Regions from separate parts of the Arachis hypogaea genome. Here region 1 is linked to region 2. The links are chromatin contacts, called in public Hi-C maps. All regions are on one chromosome and are shown on one strand. Each heading gives the region's core, a stretch centred on a gene start, on an enhancer-like site or on the middle of the called end of the contact. The rest is flanking DNA. Distances are from core to core; before and after follow the strand shown.

The links. A called contact is a pair of places that touch in the nucleus more often than the background predicts.
Region 1: a contact with region 2 is called in a Hi-C map of an unstated tissue, with 5 times the contacts expected there. The contact joins the promoter of LOC112706110 here to the enhancer-like site in region 2. A contact is called at or near these places in 2 of 8 Hi-C or Micro-C datasets (leaf and an unstated tissue).

What each region holds. Positions count from the first base shown.
Region 1 is chr8:11,597,965-11,605,117 of arahy.Tifrunner.gnm2.J5K5, reverse strand. It overlaps LOC112706110 (oxysterol-binding protein-related protein 1C), which reads right to left and starts at 2,559. Exons shown (of 10, transcript XM_025757239.3): 1 at 1,304-2,559; 2 at 838-1,194. The coding sequence starts at 1,873.
Region 2 is chr8:11,532,404-11,539,615 of arahy.Tifrunner.gnm2.J5K5, reverse strand. No RefSeq gene overlaps it. Among protein-coding and RNA genes, the nearest start is that of LOC112706109, 12 kb to the right of the region's middle. Within about 2 kb of position 5,660, at least 2 of the 3 cell types and tissues checked have open chromatin away from gene starts, as enhancers often do.

The sequences.
Region 1 (7,153 bases), core at 1,310-3,809, 69 kb before region 2:
GAAGGAAGATAGCACCACAGGTTCTGCACGATGTTGTCTGCCAGAAAAAGTAGTACATTTTCCACACAGGTTTGGGGGTGAAATGAGACTTAATCTTCTAAGTTTTCTCTAATTATTCAAGAACACTGAAATTTAGATGTCAACTTAGCATTGGTGTGGATCATCTGCATGGCCTTTAACTTATAAAAAAATGAGCACAACAGAACAACAGACATAAGTCTGATGACAAATTTATATAAATTTAGCATTTAGTTGAACATGCAGGCATAATTCTGCTTTGATCCTGCCAATAAGAATAAAAGGAAAAAGAAGGAACTTTGAAACTTCATGTTAACTGTCAATTAATCATAGCCAACTTTGTAGACAGAATTGTACCAAACTCCTGCCTCTTGCATCTATACTAGAAATTACAGATTCCAACGATGAATACATACAAGACATGGAATTTATTGTGTTCACTCAGTACAAGGGGAGTAAACTGACAGAATTATACTACAGTCTATGGTTACGGAGGCACTTTATCTATCTAATGAACTATAGAAACTAGAAAGTAGCCTACAACTTTTGACTTTCAGAGATGAACGTACAAAAGTATAATCCAAGGAAAAATTAAAAAAATCTGTGGCGTCCCCTGACTTAATAAAGGGGATAAATAGAAATTGAAGAACCAGATTCGCATGAAAATTGAATCCCCCAAAACACGAGTTTATCACCTTCAAATTTTAGGAAATACTAACCAAATGAAATCTAAATGAAAAAGGAGAACACCAAATTCGATTGGCATCATTCATTCATCAAGTGCTGTGCATTTCTACTCTTTTTGATTGGACGGTGTACCTCTAAGTGGCGCAATGTGTCAATGAGCATTGACTGCTTCTGCTTGAGGAGCTTAAGCTGGTTCTGCAGCGCCGCAAACTCTGTCCTCATGATCTGCTCGCTATCCTGAATGGCAGCCTCACTCACCCGTTCTTCTAGAAGCCTCTGCCTCAGCTTCTCCGTCGAGACGCTCACATTGTCCACCGGCGCCATCAGCTCGCTGTTCGAGATCCTTGGGAACATGTCCTTCACCGCTTGCAGCGCCTCCATCCACGCCGTCCGATCCTCTCTCGTCTCTGCCCTCAGGTGCATCCTCTTCGTTCCCGTGAACACCGAAAACCTCTTATCATCGGATTTGCTCTCTCGAATCGTCGAAACCTACACGCAAAGAAATTCACACAGAGAAATAATAATTAAAAATAAAAATAAAACAGAGAGAACGAAAATTCAGTATGAAACCCAAACTAGAGTGAAAAATCGGAAAAACCTTGAGGTGGATTTCACCGAAGGGCTTTCGACGGTGGTGTTGGGATTGGGAATTGCGGTTGCGAGAGATCCTGCGCATGGATTCCTCGCCGATGACCTTGGAGCCCTTCTCGGTCTCGGGATTCACGACGATCTTATCAGGACCGTGAATCTTATAGTAGGAGAGAACGCCGTCTTGGAGCACGAACCACCGTGGCCTCCATCCTTTGCCATAATTCACCCACTTGTACAGTATTCCCGAGATTCCATTTCCGACGAGGTCGTTGATCTTCACATCAACCACCACCGGCGGCGGCGGTTGCTCCCGCTGCTGTTGTTGCTGGCTCCCCCGCCCGTGGTCTCCGTTGTTATTATTGTTGTTGTTGTTGTGGTTGTTGTTGCTGCTGCTGCCACCGCCGGCGGAGTGGTTGCTGCCGTAACTGTGGCTATGACTGTGGCGTGGGGCTGAATCGGATCTGACGGCAGCGGAGGGGAGAGGAGGCATGGTGAAGTCCGCGAAGTGAGCCGCGGGCGTAGGTTTTACCGGAGAAGACTGGTCGGAGACGGCGGATACGCAGCAAAAAGGATGCATGTGTGCGTGAGATTTTTTTTTAAGCGGCGTTAGTGCGAAGGGGAATCGTTGAGTTGGATGGCGGCGCAGCCGGTAACGGCGGAGGTTGAAATATGCTTCATGCTATAGAGAGCGGTCAGTATCAGAGAGGAAAGCACACGCGATACGGAAGATATGAGAAGTTTTATCCGAGGCGGAATTCGCGTGAGATAAAAACGGTTACGACTCAGCAGAAGAAGATTTTAAGTAAATAGATAATAAATAAATAATATATATAATTATACACATTTATTTTTCATTTATGAAATTAAATATAAATATTAATATTGAATGTTATGGTTAATACTTAATAGTAATTAATTAAGAGAATTAGAAAAGAGAGGGTGTGATTTGGATAATTGGTTGTTGTATTTGAGAAAGAAAGGAATCAGGGAAGGGGGAGAGGGTTTTTTTTTTCCGGTGCAATGAGGTGGCAGTGTGGAACAAGTAACAGGAAAAAGGAAGAGAGAGAAAGAAAAGTGAAGTGTGGAAGGAAACAAAGGAAGAAAGTAGAAAACCGAAGGGGTTGGAATTAGATGCCACTCTTGTTCTTCTTCTTCTTCTGTAATTATAGTTACGAGGGGGAAGGTTGGGGTGAGAATTATGATGACGATTGACTCGTCGCACGAACCTTGTTGTTGTGTTTGTTTGTTCTCTATAGTATCTGTGCCCAAATTTGAGGGGGAAAGGGCCGGGGAGGAGTATGATTGTGTACGGCGAGGGTGCAGGGTGAAAGTGAGAGCAGGATCAATCACTCAATCAGAGCGTGACACGTGGGGTGTAACTGTGGGGACATGTGGAAGCTGCTGAAAGGAGAGGACTTGCTGGTTTTGTGGGGAATCAAAATCCAGTTTAGGATTGTGGGAGTTAGGGTCAGCTACTCTGGGGGAGTTTGTTGTTCGTTTTAAACTTGATACCGCTGATTTTATTAAACAGTTAGATTTAAATTTTTTTTATAAATGTTTTTTATATAGTGTACAATTATATCTATTTTTTCGAATGATTATTCATGTAGTTAATATAAAAGAGAGTTGATATGACATCAAAATTAAATTTTTAAAAAAACTTACAAAACTTATTAGATCGACTTGTTAAAATATTTTTTTGTAAAAATAAATTATTCTTAATTTAGACTTTTAACTATTTATTCATATTAAATATAAAATAAAATAAAAAAATAATAATTAAAACTAGTTAAAATTGTAAAATTTTTTATTTTAAAAAATATTTATAATTATAAATTGTAAACATAGTTATAATATATAAATAAATTATACTTTAAAAATTATTAATTATAAATTTTAGAATATATTTAATATTAATTTAAATTTTTTAAATTTATTATTTTAAATTATAATTTACAAAACAAACTTTTTAAATAGATTCGTAAATTTGTCAAAATTTAAAAAAGAAAATTAGCTTCGAATTTGAAAAAACCTATAAAAAATAATAAATTTAAACTTAGATTATTTTTGTTAAAAAAAAAACAAAATTTAAATTATCTATTTTTATAATATAAATCAAATTCATTTAAAATAAAATTCGACTCAACGCAACTAGCTCCGTTTTTAACTCCAGTGGGAATGGGATCGCTGATTTGACTTTTGGAGGATATGGTCAGAAAAGAAGAGAACTGAACCCAAACCCCAAATCTAACCTGATTAATTAGCAGCCATAATATGCAAACCAAACGAGGAATATTTTTATTTTCCATATTTGACTCTTTTTTAAATCCTTACATTGCTGACAGCTCCCCTCGTTAAAGAGGTATAAAAATGAAAGAATTTTATTGACAAACAAATTCTTGTACGTTTAGTGTTGTTGAAAAATTTAAATCGTCTTTTTGTTTTGCTATTTTTAATAAATATTCTTAGAATTATCATTAATAAGATCTAATTTTTAGTGATATTTAGTGTTTGTATAAATTTCATTATCTTGATAAAAAAAATTTAATAATTTTTTTTATTTTTTAATGTATTTGACAAATTTTTAGTAGTAAAAATAAAAACACTAAAAAGATATATCTTTTTTAAAAAGTTGTAATTTACATCTTTTTTTAAAAAAATTATTTTCTTAAAAAAATATATTTTTTATATAATAAATAAACAAAAAATACTTTTATATTATTATACCTAAATATAATTGATAGATAAAAAAAATTTTCATAAAATATCCAAATATAAAATTATTTTTACTTTTTTATAAATATCTTTTAAAAAAATAACTAAAAAAAAGATTTTTTTTTTAAATTTACCCAAATAAGCCTTTATTTTGGTACGATGTTAAATTTTTAGATATCGATACAATAAAAAATATGATCACATAAAAATATAACATGTGAATTATATTATCTACATTAATTTTTTATTTTTTTAAATATATTATATCATTATTAATATTAAAATATTTTTATAATTTATTAGAAAAATAAAAAAATCCTTCTGTTTATTTTAATAAAAAGAAAATTAACAATATGTTTGTCTTTGACAATCATATCATTTTAAATTTATCACATGTCAAAATCAATTATCTTTAATTTTTGAATTTTAAATTAAACTTCAAATAATTAAAAAAAATACAAATCTGAAAAAAAAATTGCTGTTAATCTTCTTTCCCTTTCTCCTTAGGGAAGAAGATGAAGAACATTCGGTACTTTTTTTTATTTTTTTTAAAGAATATTTGGAATCTGAAATTCAAAATTAAAATTGAATTTTGATATTTGATAAATTTAAAAGGATATTGTTTGTCAAAAATAAAAATAAAAGATTTTAAATATTTTTTTAAAATAAATAAAAAAACATTTTTGTCTTTTTTATTAAATTAAAAAATATTAATATAAATAATAATATAATATATTTTTATAAAAAAAAATATTAACATAGATAATATAATTCACATATTATATTTTTATTTATTTATATTTTTATTATTGTACCGATATAAATTTATATTCTTACCAAATTTGGTACATTGTTACATATATATTGATATATTGATATTATAAGTTTATAACCAACAATTTTACACAACTATCTAATAACATTCTCTCATTTAATTACTTTACCATAGAATGATGGTTCATGGTTATAAAAGTCAATGTTGGCCAATATGCAAGGCAAGTTTTAATTAAACAATATTTTTTGCATTTTACTTAAACAAAAATATTGGAAAATAATAAAATAAATTGTTTATAATAATTTTAAAATTACTTTATTTTTTATTGTTTAATTACCACTTACTTATTTTACGTTTCTTAATTATTACTAAAATAATTGAGTAATATTATATAAATAAATATATAATTATAAATATTATATATATAATTTTAGATATTAAATAAAGTAATTTTAAATTATTACTTTTCTATTGTTTAAATTATTCTAAACCAAAGCGTGACAATAAATTTACTTCATTAACAAATATGGGAAGACATTCACTTCTGAGTTCTGACACTAATCTATAATCTATATTTTATAGTGAATTCGTGATAGAATCAGAATCCGATAACATCATATCAACGGTGCCAATAGAAAAAAACCTTATCATTTTAGACAAGTATAAATGTATTTGAATTTTGGATATGTATTCTTATGACTTTTACTATCCTTTCATTCACAGTTGTCTGAGTTAAGTTAGCTTTAGAGTCTATCTTACTTCTCAAAAGGGAAAAAAAACTCAAAATTTTTAAAGAAAAATGGAACTATAAACTCATAATAAACATTTATTTTAATACATTTTATTGTTATTAGAGACATTTATTTTACTACACATTCAAATACATTATTATCATTAGCTTTTCATACTTGTCCTTAGAAACTCTTATCAATAAGCTTCAAATTGTTGATTTACAAAAATTATTCTTAATGAATAATTATTTTATCAATAATTTTTTTGTTATTACGATATCTCCCAATTTGATAGATTAAAGACTAATCCGTTAAAAAATTTATCGTTAGCTAATGAATTACTGTATACACAAGACAGAATTTAAATTCTAACTCTTATTTGAACGAACAAGTTAATTTTTATTTTATCAATAATAAATGTCGTTAATTTGATCATGTAATCCAATGTTATTATTAACAATAAGTTGATAAAATCCATAATAAAATTTCTCATATCTTTAAAGTTAAGTTAACACTTTATTTTATCGCCCTTTGTGTATTTTTTCGCATAAAAATATTCGTAGCAGTTAAAATACTAGGTTCCTCGTTCACCCTAAAAAAAAGCATGTTCATTTAAATATTTTTTTTATCTATTCAATTGATTGATAAAAGAGAATATTAGTGAGAGATATTATTCAATTTGTCCTCTAAACTTGTACGTGAACGTGAGTTTTAATTTAATTTTTAAAATTTTAATTATTTTTATTTAATTATTAAATTTTATAAATATGACTTATATTAATTTTTGGAACAATTTTTAATGTATAGACGTTAATAAAATACTGATTTAGACAGTTAAATGTCACATTAAATTCTGTAAAATAATATTATTTTGATTTTAATACTTAAATAATCCAAAAATAACATTGAAAGTAATATTTATTAAAATTTTCTACCAAAAACAAGTAATACAACATTATTTTTTGGTTATTTGAATGTCAAAATTAAAATGACGTTATTTTACAGGTTCTAATATGACATCTAGTTGTCTATGTTAATGTTTCATTAATGTTAGTATGTCAAAAATTTTCTCCAAAACTAATATACGATTATAAAGTTTGGAAATTAAATACAAAAATTAAGTTAAGATTTGTATATAAATTTAAGAATCAAATTGAGTACCAATTCATATTAGTTGGGTTCTAAATATTAAGGCAAAACAAAGCTAAGAATAGCTTACCAAAACAAGAAGAAAAAAAGTTGGGTGATGAGCAGATAATTTATACACTTTTTGGCATTGTTTTTAGGTAGTTTTTAGTAGGTTCTAGCTACTTTTTAATATATTTTTATTAGTTTTTAGAAAAAATTCATATTTCTGGACTTTACTATGAGTTTGTGTGTTTTTCTGTGATTTCAGGTATTTTCTGGCTGAAATTGAGAGAGCTGAGCAAAAATCTGATTTATGCTAAAAAAGGACTGCTGATGTTGTTGGATTCTAACCTCCCTGTACTCGGAATGGATTTTTTGGAGCTACAGAAGTCCAATTGGTGCGCTCTCAATTGGGTTGGAAAGTAGACATCTAGGGCTTTCCACCAATATATAATAGTCCATACTTTGCATGAAGATAGACGACGTAAACTGGCGTTCAACGCCAGTT
Region 2 (7,212 bases), core at 4,411-6,910:
GCAGAATCAGAAGCAGATGCATAATTAGAAACATAAATAGAATCAGAAGCAGAAGAATTAAAAACAGAAGTAGAATCAAATGTGAAAGTAACAGAAGTAGAAGAACAAAGAGGACGGAGAGTGCGATGATGCGATGATGTGGAGGTAACAGATGCGGAGGACGCCGTCGTTACGGCGACAACAACAAGGAGGGTGAAAGTGCGACGATGCAACGCTTGTTGAGGGACTGGGCAGACAATGCGACGCTTGTGAGGAAGAGGAGCAACGGGATCTGGCAGCGAGCACCGAACAATGAGGAGCAGCGGCAGCAGCAGTGGCAGCGAGGACCGAACGACGAGCAACGGTAACGACAGCGGCGGCGGATTCCCTTCCCATTCTCTTTCCCACCTTCCCTTTCCCCGCTTCTTCCCTGGAACACTTTCCAGAGTCATTCCCTTCTCCATTTCTCTTATCCCGTTTCCTATTTTTTCTTTTTCTTTTTGTATTTTTTTAGTTAGGAATACTTTAATAATAAAAATTAAAATTTTGATAAAAATAACGATTTTAAAATTAAATTAAATCTTAAGAATGTTTTGTAAAGAAAAAAATGGTTGGGGACGAAATATGATAAGCATAATTTGAGATAAGATTTATTTGTGTACTAGAATTGTAAATAAAAATGATTTAGTTTCTATATATTTTTTTTAAACCATAAAATATATTAAGATTAAATTTTCATTCTTTTGATTAACCACACATATTTGTTAGTTATAATATATATTAAATTAATAGGTACATAACTCTGTACCTATTAGTACACTCTACTATAATATATATTAATTGATGCACAGTTAGTGTAAAGAAATTTTACATGTATATTTAATTACATAACGTCATATATCAATAAAAATTAATTATCTTTTACATTGACTGTGTAAATAATTATTTATCCCAAAGAATAGATATTATATAACTGTATAAAACGCTTTTTTTGTTATATATATCTCACTCTCATATCTACTAAAAAGTTTGTTATTTTAATTAATTTTTTTCATTCATTATTAAACATGTTTAGGGACAGAGGACAACATTGAGTTGATAAAATTAAAATCACGACAAATTAAAGCTTATTACTACTCTAAGTGTGTTTCAACTCTAAACATGAATGAACCTTTCTCATCTTCTTGTAACAGATAATATACAATGTACAAAATCTTCCTTGTTGGCACTGCTTTAAATAGTTAAACATATCATCTATACAACTTACTTTTTAACATTTATGTCACATGAAATTCTCCAAACGCCTGAACTCATGTCGTTTATTATTATATGTGTTTCAAACTCATTCGATCACTTGTTATTTGGCATTATTCTCTGTATCTGTTTGCCATTTTTATTTTCTACTTTCTAACTTGAGGTGTAGGGTTATTTCACTTCCAAAGGAGGGGAAAATAAAGAAACAACCACTTGGTAATTTAAATTGAAAAAAATTTACGTACAGTTGTCTTTACGTAAAGTTATTAGTTAAAAGTCGTTAGATAATTTAACATATTTAACTAAATTGTTATCTATCGATTCCCAACTGTCAATTTTATATTAAGTCAACTACATGTAAGTTTTCACTTTTTACCATCCATTAAATTCTTCTATTTTTAATCATTTTTTTACAAAAAAAAAATTAAATATAAATGTGATATTCTTTCTCTTTCTAGCATTTAGGGATAAAAATTAAATATATTAGATTCGAAAAATCTTTTCTAAAAATAGAAAAATAACATTATAAAAAGCTAATTAAATTATTTTATTAATTAAATTTAAAAATTGAGTGAAGGATAAAATTTTAAAGAATGAGTATTATTTCTCTAATATCACATTTAATTCTAAATAAATAATAATTAAAATATAAATACATGTTATATTAAACAGTCAAATATATTAAATTATTATTAACTATAATCTGTTGGAATTTTTTTCAAAATTCTTTAACCCAAAGATCGTCCATGTTAAATCATTAAGAAATAAAACACTTTAATGCAGAAGCGTACTTGAATTCATAAATATGAATTATGATTGGAAGAGTCTCGATCTTGTAGTCTTTTGATGGAAAAAAAGCGATAAAGGCGGTTTTGATATATTGATGACCGAAACCTTGAAAGTACTGTTTATATTTGAGCATGACACCCATTAAACCCCAAAGTTCAAATAAAATAGTATCTAAAGTCCAAAAGATAATATATCTAAAATCTAAAAAATAATTATCTAAAGAATAAAAAATAATATATAGTTTTATTCTCATTTAATTCCAAATCAAAAGTAATAATAACTTATTCAATTTAACATTTATAACAATAAATAAAATTACTATTATATAAATTATTTAATTTGAAATAGTATAATTTATGATTATAATTAATATATGTATTGTTCACAAATAAATTAAAAAATTAAAATAATTTTCTAACATAATCTTCGTATAAAAATATTTTTAAATGAGTAATATTTTTACCGACATTGATATTGATGTATGTAATATAGATATATACACATGCGAGTATTGACATATCATATATCCTTTTCAAGGAAAGGATGATATTTCCTTAATGGAATTCATTTCATCATATTTAATGCATGACTAAATTTTACCAATATATATATATATATATATATATAGGGTAAAAGAAGCCACGGCATATAATACAGAGTGGGTTTGTGTCTTGTTCCGATCTCTCTCACAAGAAGCCTCATTAGTTTCATGTGACATAATGGTCCAAAATGGTGCAATGCTCCTAATGCCTCTCGTCACCCTCCATCTTCCACATATAAATATATATACACTTTAAGGTTGGTCGAGTGGTCAGCTCACTCGTCTGCTCGATTAAGTGTCGAGGATTCAAATTTCACTTTGTATATGCAGTAATTCATTGACTAGTGACAGATCCTTAAATAAAGCTTAAATTCGTAACGAATTAGTCATTCACTTGTTGAGTTAGGGGATACTATAAACAACAAAAAATATATATCCACTTTATTTATTACTTAATTATTTTATGACATTAACAAATGGATCTACATACACTAATAAGCTTAATCATTAATAAGCAATAATGTTGAATTTGTTGATCATATATTCATATATTAATATTCACATATGTTTTTTAAAAATGGGTGTTTAAGTGATTATAGATGGCATTATTTAAAAAAAAAGTCTAACTAGGTTAGTCAATAATAATTAATTAACTCGTTCGTTTAATTAAGTGTTATAAATTTAAATTTTAACTTGTGTGTGTAATAATTTATATGAAATGTTAGTTGTTTTTTAACTTTTAGCTTTTAACCAGCTTTTTTAAAAATTTATTATTATTTAATTAATTTATAAATATTCATTTTTACATATTAGTTGCTTACAAAATCAAAAGAACTATTTATTTTTTATTCTTTTTTTTCTAAAAATTGAATAAAAATAATATTTAAAAATTATTTAATTATACTATATATTAGTTAATAACAAATATTTAAATAAAATTTTAATCTGAATTTTTAATCCTTTAAACTAAGAAATAATGTGAGATACAAAAAAACGTAACTGTAATGACATCCCAAAATTTCCACCACTCTAGACTTTAAAGTTATCACATTTTCATTTGTCGTTGCTTAATTGGGAGAATGACAAGTTTAAAACCAAAGAAGATATACTAAAGAAAGAAAGAAATAAAGTAAAGAAAGTGGGTTGACAAAACAGCCATTACCACTTCTCATGCGTATTTATTTATTTATTATTTATCTTTTGGCTACTGTTGTTTTGGCAAGGGCTAATCAAATCAATGATTGTGAACACTCTCTTTTGATGATTATTTAACTTTAATGATTCAGTTAGTCATATCTACTTCGATAATGGCAAGATAATCATGTGTTTCTATTGTACAAGATTGAGAATATATGAAAGAGCTTTAGTAATCATATATTCAAACCATGCTTAAGATCTTAATAAAAGCTACTCTAATTAATTAAATAATACTTTCTCATTGGTTCAATTAGTTCAACACTCATGCTCACTCAACAATCTAAAATATTTATAATGCTAGAAAAAAAATTATAATTTATTTTATTTAATATTTAATAAATATTAAATAAGATAAAATTTGGTTATTTTTTGTTAATTTTTTTATTATTAAATATTTCTGATAAAATATATATTATAGAAAAAGGAGTTTGAAATTTTTGTGTGATGATTAAACATCAATTTTAATATATTCTTGATCACTTTACAAGCTAACATTTTTGTTTTATAAGATTAAATGAGCCAAATTTAGACCAAAAATAGCCAAATTTAATTATGTTTAAGTAATGATTTTAATTAAATAAAAATTCACATGTAATTTTTTTGCATGAAGTTAATAGTTATAAATTATTAAATAATAATTTAATTAAATATATTAAATTATTTAATTTCATATAAAGATAAGAGGGCTGTTACACATACAAGTCTTTTTGGCTTACAAGTCATACAAGTTGGCACAAGTCCAACAAAACACACGCATTACACTTCCACATTCAAGAATAAATAAACGCACGTTATTCAACCACTTCCTGTTTCCAAAGCGCACTACTCACCATACATTATGAATGACTCTTCTTCTTCTTCCTCTATGAAAACGAGTTTCTTGTCAAATTTGAAGATAATGGAACTTCAGAAATACACCCAAACGATTACAGAAATACACCCAAACGGTTACAGGAATTCACCCAAACAATTATAGAAATACACTCAAAGGATTACATAAATACACCAAAAGGATTACAAAACTATACCCAAAGGATTTAAGAAATACACCCAAAATTCGTTGAAGTACACCTTATGCATAATTCAGAACTCTTTCTCTTTCTCCTCCTCATCTTTTGCTGCTTCTTCTTTTTCAAAAATGATTTCAGAGTTTGATGTCAAAAAACAATGAAAATCGAGAATAACGAAAAAAGAAAATAGAGAGAAAAGCACGTAAATAAAGAAGGAGAAAGAGAATGCAAGAAACGAAAGAAAAAAAGAAGAAGAAGAAAAAGAAGAAGAAGAGGAAGAAGAACGTACAGCAAGAAGAAGAAGAAGGTGCAGAGAAAAAAATAATGGAAATCGAGAATAACGAAAAAAGAAAATAAAGAGAAAAACACGTAAATGAAGAAGAAAAAAGAGAAGGTAAGAAAGGAAAGAAAAGAAGAAGAAGAAGAGGAAGAGGAAGAAGAACGTACAGTAAGAAAAAGAAGAAGGTGCAGTGAAAATGAATGTGTAGTATAGTTCAAAGCGCGTTATAACTTATAAAGACTTGTATAAAAAAACGCTTGTATGTGGAGAATTATTTTATAGATAAATGATGTGAAGTTTCATCCATTAAGTAGTTCAAATGAAAATCTTTGTAGACCAAAAAAAGAAGAAAAGATAAAGCATCTTTAATAAACAAGGACATAAGGTTAATGATAAGTGTAATAGTGAATGTACTATGCATGGTGTCTTATTCGGCCTCCAACTCCAACTTTCTTACCATATAAAATATAAATAAATATTGTTTTATTGTTGTGTTGAAGTCACAAGTAATTAAGTTAGGCCCACCAAAGGCCTGCTCCCCCATGTGATCATAGCAAAGGATCTTTGACTAATCTTCTTTTGTGTTTCTTTTTCCATTAATCATAAGTAATTATTATGGCTCACCAAATTTATTACAAATAACATAACATAACATACACTGCAGGCCCTGTCTCATGATCTGAATTCTCAGGCATACATATCCCATTCTCTCTTTTGTGTTGTGTTTGTCTTTCACTCAGATGCTTCTTAATTAACCTATTTAATAATTTCTTTCACTTTAATTGTTTCACATTTTCTTATTTGTCGTCACTTCCCAATTTTCATTGGAAGCAGACGTGTAAATTGTACCTTGTGCAATGCAAGATCAGAGTCGTACTATTATTTGTACACAATAATAATAATAATAATTTTATATTATAAAAAAAAATTTAAATGTATTAAAAATACCAATGTTTTAATTATTTTAACTATTGATTTTAAATTAATATTATATATATATATTTTATAATTTAGATCAACGGTTAAAACAATTGAAACATTAATATTTCTGATATACTTAAAACTCTTCCTATATTATATACATATATTAAATTTGTCTTAAAAGGAATATGTGAAATGTTATCAAGAATGGATTACAAAATGAAAAAAGAAAACTTTTAATTTTTTCCCTCATGTTTATATAGTGCCATATTTTTAAAATACATAAGCATCAACATTCAAATGGCATAAAATTTTTTTTATTAATGTATGCTTTTAAAAAAAAATTATTGCATAATTTTCAAATAAAATATTTTGACAGTAAAAATTTAAATCACTAACAATTCAATCATAAAAAAATAAAACTAATTCGATATTAATCAATGATGGGTAAATTTGACAAAATATCCAAAATATTCAATCAGCTATCTATTTGAATAGTTTTATTGAACTAACTTAATTTTTTATAAACATAAAGTTAATTTTTATTTTTCATAGTTAAAATTAGTAGTGCTTAAATCTTTTATGATAAAAAATTATAATTTACTCTCAACAAAATGAGATAAAAAAAATTGTGTATAGAAAGATAAGTATTGAAAAAGTAAAAATAGCAAAGTTTTTGTTTTTTCAATGTGTCAATATTATAAGAAAATTTTGTGTAAATGACTAAAATAGTACATAAAAACTCTATGTTGCTAACAAAAATAATTCTAAAAGATATAAGAGACAAATAAATTTTTGAAAAATTAAAAAATGTGATGAAAAAATATTTTTCTCTTTAGTAGCAAATATATTTTGTACATACGACTTACACATTTTTGTAGAACATTTGAATACTTATTTTAAAGGAGCATGCGAAAAATTAGAGAAAAATTCAACCACTAGACCACATTTTCATTTTTTTAAATTTTTTCAATCATTAAAAAAAATCACGAAAACAATTTATTTTGTATAAACTTCAAAATTATTAAATTTTAAGAATAAAAATATTATTTTCTAATCATACTTACAAAAAATTATATCAAAATTTAATATCTAAAACTATTTTTGAGAATATATATGTTTTTTTTTTAAATTTGTTTATGATTCGTATTTTTGATATTATTTTTCTCAGAAATATAAATTTTTGGGTAATACTTTATTACTTTACCCAACAGCTTTTAAACCAAATACAAATATTACTA